Regions from separate parts of the Mus musculus genome. Here region 1 is linked to region 2. Evidence: chromatin contacts called from public Hi-C data. All regions are on one chromosome and are shown on one strand. Each heading gives the region's core, a stretch centred on a gene start, on an enhancer-like site or on the middle of the called end of the contact. The rest is flanking DNA. Distances are from core to core; before and after follow the strand shown. Region 1 has its middle 53 kb from the start of Gm35756. Region 2 has its middle 28 kb from the start of Gm35891.

Region 1 (2,700 bases), core at 44-2,543, 170 kb after region 2:
GGACACGGTGAGACTTTATTCAACCATAAAGAAAAATGATATGAAAATCTCAGGAAAGTGTATGGAACGGAAAAACAAAATTGTAAGTGGGGTGACAAACCCAGGCTCAGAAGGACAAATGCGGAGTGCTTCTCCTCATATGAGGATCTCAGCTTCTGACTTTTATACACGGATATCTGTGTTTCCGGAGCGAGCGTGTGCAAAGTTCATGATAATAGAAAGGAGATGGGGAGACTTGAAAATGTGGTCTTGAAGAAGAGCGTGGGAGGGTAAGAGAACATTACCCTTACGTGTTACGATAGGGAAAAGGGAACACCGGGGTGGGGGTAGGGGTGGGGGTGTGTGTGTGTGTGTGGCACATGCGCAGAACAGAGCACGTGCAGAACAGCACAGGGAGATGACAGGTTAGGAAGGGAGATCCCCGTAAACCAAGTGTGGCCAGAGACCGTTGCTTTGTTTACTTATTGAACAAAAAGTGACCCAGGGTGAGGAACCCCACAATTTCACAATGACTTTGCAAAACTCTCACAAAAAACGATTGGAAGATTGTGAAATCTTGACCAGGAAAGAGAGGAAAATCCCGAACTAGCCCTTCTTAAGCTTTCTCCAGGGGGCTCTCTTTCCTATACTCCAAGGCAGCCCGGTGCTTCCTTCACTGGAGAGGTCTGAACGTCTGGTATCCGGTCCCATTTTCTAGCGTTCCAGAGCCCAGTCCTTTCTCTCAGCCCAGTGTTTCCCATGCTCCCCTTGGTGGTGAACAACCCCCCCCCCCCCCCCCCCCCCCGGCTTGGCACAGTAGTGATGGGGCGCCCTCTGCCCTTAAATGCTAACAGAACATTACTTTAGTGTTAGGGCTCCCGGGATGCTTGGAATATGCTTTTGTAACAGTCAGCTACTAATGTTTCAGTGTCTTAGACACAGGAGGTTGCGGTGCTTCAAGTCCATGCTCTGCGTCCACATTGTAGGCTGGCTAAGGGACTCTCCCCTGTATCGTGTTCATTTTCCTTAGAATGGCACACCGTTTCATACGTTTTCTGTCATATGAGTTTTCACAGATTGTGGGAACAAGCTTTCCATCATAAAATATCTGAGATAGTCAGTGGAGAGGTGGCTCTTAGTTTTGGAGGGGTGGGGTCTGGGAATCACTAGCCCCATTGTTTGGACCACATTATGGTGGAGAATGTAGAACAGAGTAAAACCAGCCATGTACCCAACAGGGGCCAGGGCTTCAACACAGGAGCACTTGCGGGACATTCTCACCAAACTGCAGCTCAGGTGGATATTTTGCCAAATACTGTGTCTCGGGGCAATCAATATCACCAACATTGCAGGTTCTGAGAGTAATTTCCTGCCTGTCTCATGGTGTAACCTTCATTTTAGATTTCTAGTGTTACAGTAGACTTCCGCATGAGTTCCATTCCCAGGACCCATGTGAAAGAGGCATCTGTGGGAGTGGTGGCACTCGTGGTGCCAGTACTGGGGAAGAAGACACAGGGAGATCCTTGGGTCAGAGTAGCCTGGTAAGTTTCAGGCCAGAGAAAGACTGTCTCCAAATAGCAAGGTTGATCTCTGGCCTTACCTGTATACACAAATATACAAATACACAAATACACACACACACACACACACACACACACACACACACACACACACACACACACACACAGAGGGAGGGAGAGACAGACAAAGACACACAGAAAACAATTAAAAACAATTCTCCATGTCTTAATTGACAAAGGATTATTTCTTAGTGCTATTACAGTAGTTATTTTGGGTTAGGAGACCCAGGCTGATGGATGCCAAATACACACTTTTAGAGTTAGTTGCCAAGGCTAATGTCTCTGTTAACTGTTGTTAAATACAAACAAGTTTTTATCTTAGTAGTGATAAAAATCACTATTCATTTATTTGCTAATTTGCAACTTGGCTTGTGTTTGTTTGGGTGACGGTTATTCTGGCCACTTGAGTACATTGGTTGGTCTCTGTGTGTGTGTGTGTGGGGAGGGGCATTTGGTGCTCGCTGGTCTCACTCACGCGGCTGGGGATCCCTGGGAAAGCTGTGTCTCATTAAGGTGTTTCATCCTTAATGGAATCTGTCCTGGCCTTGAGTGCACCTCAGCTTTGTCCCAAGTAAGAATGAGAGGTCATATGCCAAGGCTTCTTGTGAGCTAGCTCAGATAGCAGGGAAGAAACAAGTTCCAGCGTTTGATGTCAGAAGACTCAGAGAATTTATAGCTATTTTTTAAAGTCCACCATAGAAGGAAAATGAGACTGCAGCATATCACTCACCTGTTCTTAAATCTGTCTGGACATACCAATTGTTCCATTTTCTCACATCCCATAAGCTCCTGCAAGTCATATATGACCATTCTAATCTCAAGGGAGGGTGCAAAGTGGACTCACCTTTGTTTAGCAAGTAGAAAGCTGAAAATATTTGGACATTAGGAATAATGATGTTAATACGTTTTTCTTTTTCTTTTTTTTTCTCTCTCTCTCCTTCCTTCCTTCCTTCCTTCCTTCCTTCCTTCCTTCCTTCCTTCTTTCTTTCTTTCTTTCTTTCTTTCTTTCTTTTTCTTTTTTTTTTCTTTGAGGCAGGGTTTCTCTGTATAGCCCTGGCTGTCCTGAAACTCACTTTGTAGACCAGGCCGGCCTCGAACTCAGAAATCCGCCTGCCTCTGCCTCCCAAGTGCTGGGATTAAA
Region 2 (2,700 bases), core at 90-2,589:
AGATAACTTAAGACCCAACAGGTCAGAAGGAAAAAAACGGTAGGCAGTTAGATTGATTTCTCACCCTATGGGAAATGCATAAGGCTGGAACCAAGCCTTTTCTCCTCTTAGCAGCAAATAGTAGTTTGTAGCCAGGCAGTGGTGGCACCCGCCTTTAATCCCAGCACTTGAGAGCCAAAGGCTAGTAGATCTCTGAGTTAGAGGTAAGTTTGCTCTACAGAGACAGTTTCAGAACAGCTAGGGAGGGCTACAGATACAATTTGCAAAACTCATGAAGCTCAAGAAGATGGAAGACCAAAGTGTGGATACTTTGTTCCTTCTTAGAAGGGGGAACAAAATACCCATGGAAGGAGTTACAGAGACAAAGTTCGGAGCTGAGAGGGCAGGAAGGACCATACAGAGACTGCCCCACCCTGGAATCCACCCCATTATACAACTACCAAACCCAGATACTATTGCAGATGCCAACAAGATTTTGCTGACAGGACCCTGATATAGTTGTTTCCTGTGAGGCTATGCCAGTGCCTGGCAAATACTGAAGTGGATGCTCACAGTCATCTATTGGATGGAACACAGGGTCCCCAATGAGGAGCTAGAGAAAGTACCCAAGGAGCTGAAGGGCTTTGCAGCCCTATAAAAGGAACAACAATATGAACTAACCAGTACCCTCAGAGCTTGTGTCTCTAGCTGTATCTGTAGCAAAGGATGGCCTAGTTGGCCATCAATGGGAGGAGAGACCCTTGGTCTGGCAAGGATCATATGCCCCAGTATAGGGGAATGCCAGGGTCAGGAAGTGGGAGTGGGTGGCTTGGGGGAGCAGTGGGGAGTGGGAGGGGGGGAAGGAGGGTATAGGGGATTTTGGGAGAGGAAACTAGGAAAGGGGATTTCATCTGAAATGTAATGAAGAAAACATTTAATTAAAAAAGAAAGAGAGAAAGGAAGGAAGGAAGGAAGAAAGAAAGAAAGAAAGAAAGAAAGAAAGAAAGAAAGAAAGTGTCTCCTTGGCCAGCTGAAGGAGGAGAAAGGTTTCAGAAAATGCCAGGTAGAAGATGCCAGAGGAGCCTATCTGCCTGTGTGGGGGTCTCTCCCATGTTAACAGCACCTTCTAGAGTTCTGGGAAATGAGGCCGAGAGGCTCCAAGTGGTGACCTTGGGTGGGTGACAGTGCTCAGGCAGCTGCTGAGCTTGATTGAAGGAGCTGTTAGTTTCCAGTCGCCTCTTGGAGAGCATCCATCTTCATCCCCACCCCTGACTCCAAAAGGGCAAAGCCTGCTGAGAGCTCCGAGGCTCAGGACTCAGGTTGTTCGAGTCATTTGCTGCAATGTTGATCCTGTCCTCTCTGTGTACTTTGCCAGCTTGAAACGAAACAGCGCTGCTATGGAAACCGCAAACACCAGGCAATCCTGGCCCCTGCACTTGGCAGCCCAGCCAGGGAGAGATAATGGCTTCTGTTGTTATCTATTGGACGCTGATGCTCAGCCGGTTTTACCCTCAGGGCCCTGACTAGGGATGGGCTGACACTGTACCATAAGTGCTCTCTTGTCTGTTCCCTAGGCTCCTGATGCAGGCTAAGATAACCAGTGCAGCCAGGGTACCCTTCATTATCCCGGTGACAGCCCCGTGTTTTACACTTCCCTGCCGTCTGTGGTCCCTCATCTCAGGTTACTCTGAAGGCTTAAAACCATCCTCTGAACTGCTTGGCAGGCCTACATCCTGTTTTCCAGAACTAATGGACACAGTTTCGGATCACGTGCTTCATTTGTGGGTTGGGAAAGGCAGCAACGCCCCCTAGCGGAGCATTTTGTCGTGCTCAGAGCAGGTGGCTGGGCAACTTGGTCCTTGGAATGAATATGAATGACAGCCATCTGAAAACACATTTAGTGTGAAAAAGCAAAAGACTATTAAAACCTGTTTGTTGGCTGCAACATTTAATAAGAGGTCAGTTTGCTATATGCAACGTCAACAATGATGACGGGAGGAAGTAAAGTCGTAGGTTGGGTAGTCAGAGGCCTTTCACCTCCCCCTGAGCTGCCAGGTTAAATCAAACATGACCTAGCAGGCAGGAGGCGTGGGCAAACACAGCTGTGTTTAGAATGCGCTGATGTCTTGGTCTGTTTTTCCAATATTTGTGCTTTGGAAAGAGCTTTCTGCTTGAAATGAGCTTCTCCTGCGTTTGGAACTTCTACGCATGGGAGGAGAAAACCATGCCACCTCTGTTTCCCAGATATCTCAGGGTCTTTCTCGCCCTCCTGAAACAGGCTATTTTTCTCAGTAACGTCCATTTTCTGCGGTTTGAAACTGCTCTTTTCTGGAAGAGATAATCGTGGGGAAAAAAAAATCTTCTAACCCATTTGCTTGCAAATGGCAAGAAATGTTTGATATTCTTGAAGTTCTTGCCACATAAAGCAGGGTGATTTTCAAATTCTATTTGATCCTTCTGAAAGCTAGCTAGCCTTGTTCTCTGAAAAATTGTAGCACAGGCACAGAAAAATGCCTCTAATTTCTGCCTATTACTTCTTCTTCTTTTTCTTTTTTTGTCTTTTTCTGTAGGATGTTGCTCTCAAGGATATGTGGAAGAGAGACGTGAGTCAGGCCTTTGCCATTAATGGTTGTCCCTTGCCCCAGAGGGAAAGCCAGCAATGTGGTATCGTGCTATGAAGATAGTGGGATAGATACTTACATGTGGTGAATGAAAAGCTCC

What was found. A called contact is a pair of places that touch in the nucleus more often than the background predicts.
Region 1: a Hi-C map of liver shows a contact between it and region 2, with 2.2 times the contacts expected there. The contact joins two enhancer-like sites. A contact is called at or near these places in 3 of 484 Hi-C or Micro-C datasets (embryonic stem cells and liver) and 1 of 115 datasets of contacts at active chromatin or transcription factors (embryonic stem cells).

What each region holds. Positions count from the first base shown.
Region 1 is chr3:50,988,769-50,991,468 of GRCm38.p6, reverse strand. No RefSeq gene overlaps it. Among named protein-coding and RNA genes, the nearest start is that of Gm35756, 53 kb to the left of the region's middle. Within about 2 kb of position 1,293, at least 8 of the 459 cell types and tissues checked have an H3K27ac peak or open chromatin away from gene starts, as enhancers often do. A contact at or near this core is called in liver, where this site is marked.
Region 2 is chr3:51,155,905-51,158,604 of GRCm38.p6, reverse strand. No RefSeq gene overlaps it. Among named protein-coding and RNA genes, the nearest start is that of Gm35891, 28 kb to the right of the region's middle. Within about 2 kb of position 1,339, at least 170 of the 459 cell types and tissues checked have an H3K27ac peak or open chromatin away from gene starts, as enhancers often do. A contact at or near this core is called in liver, where this site is marked.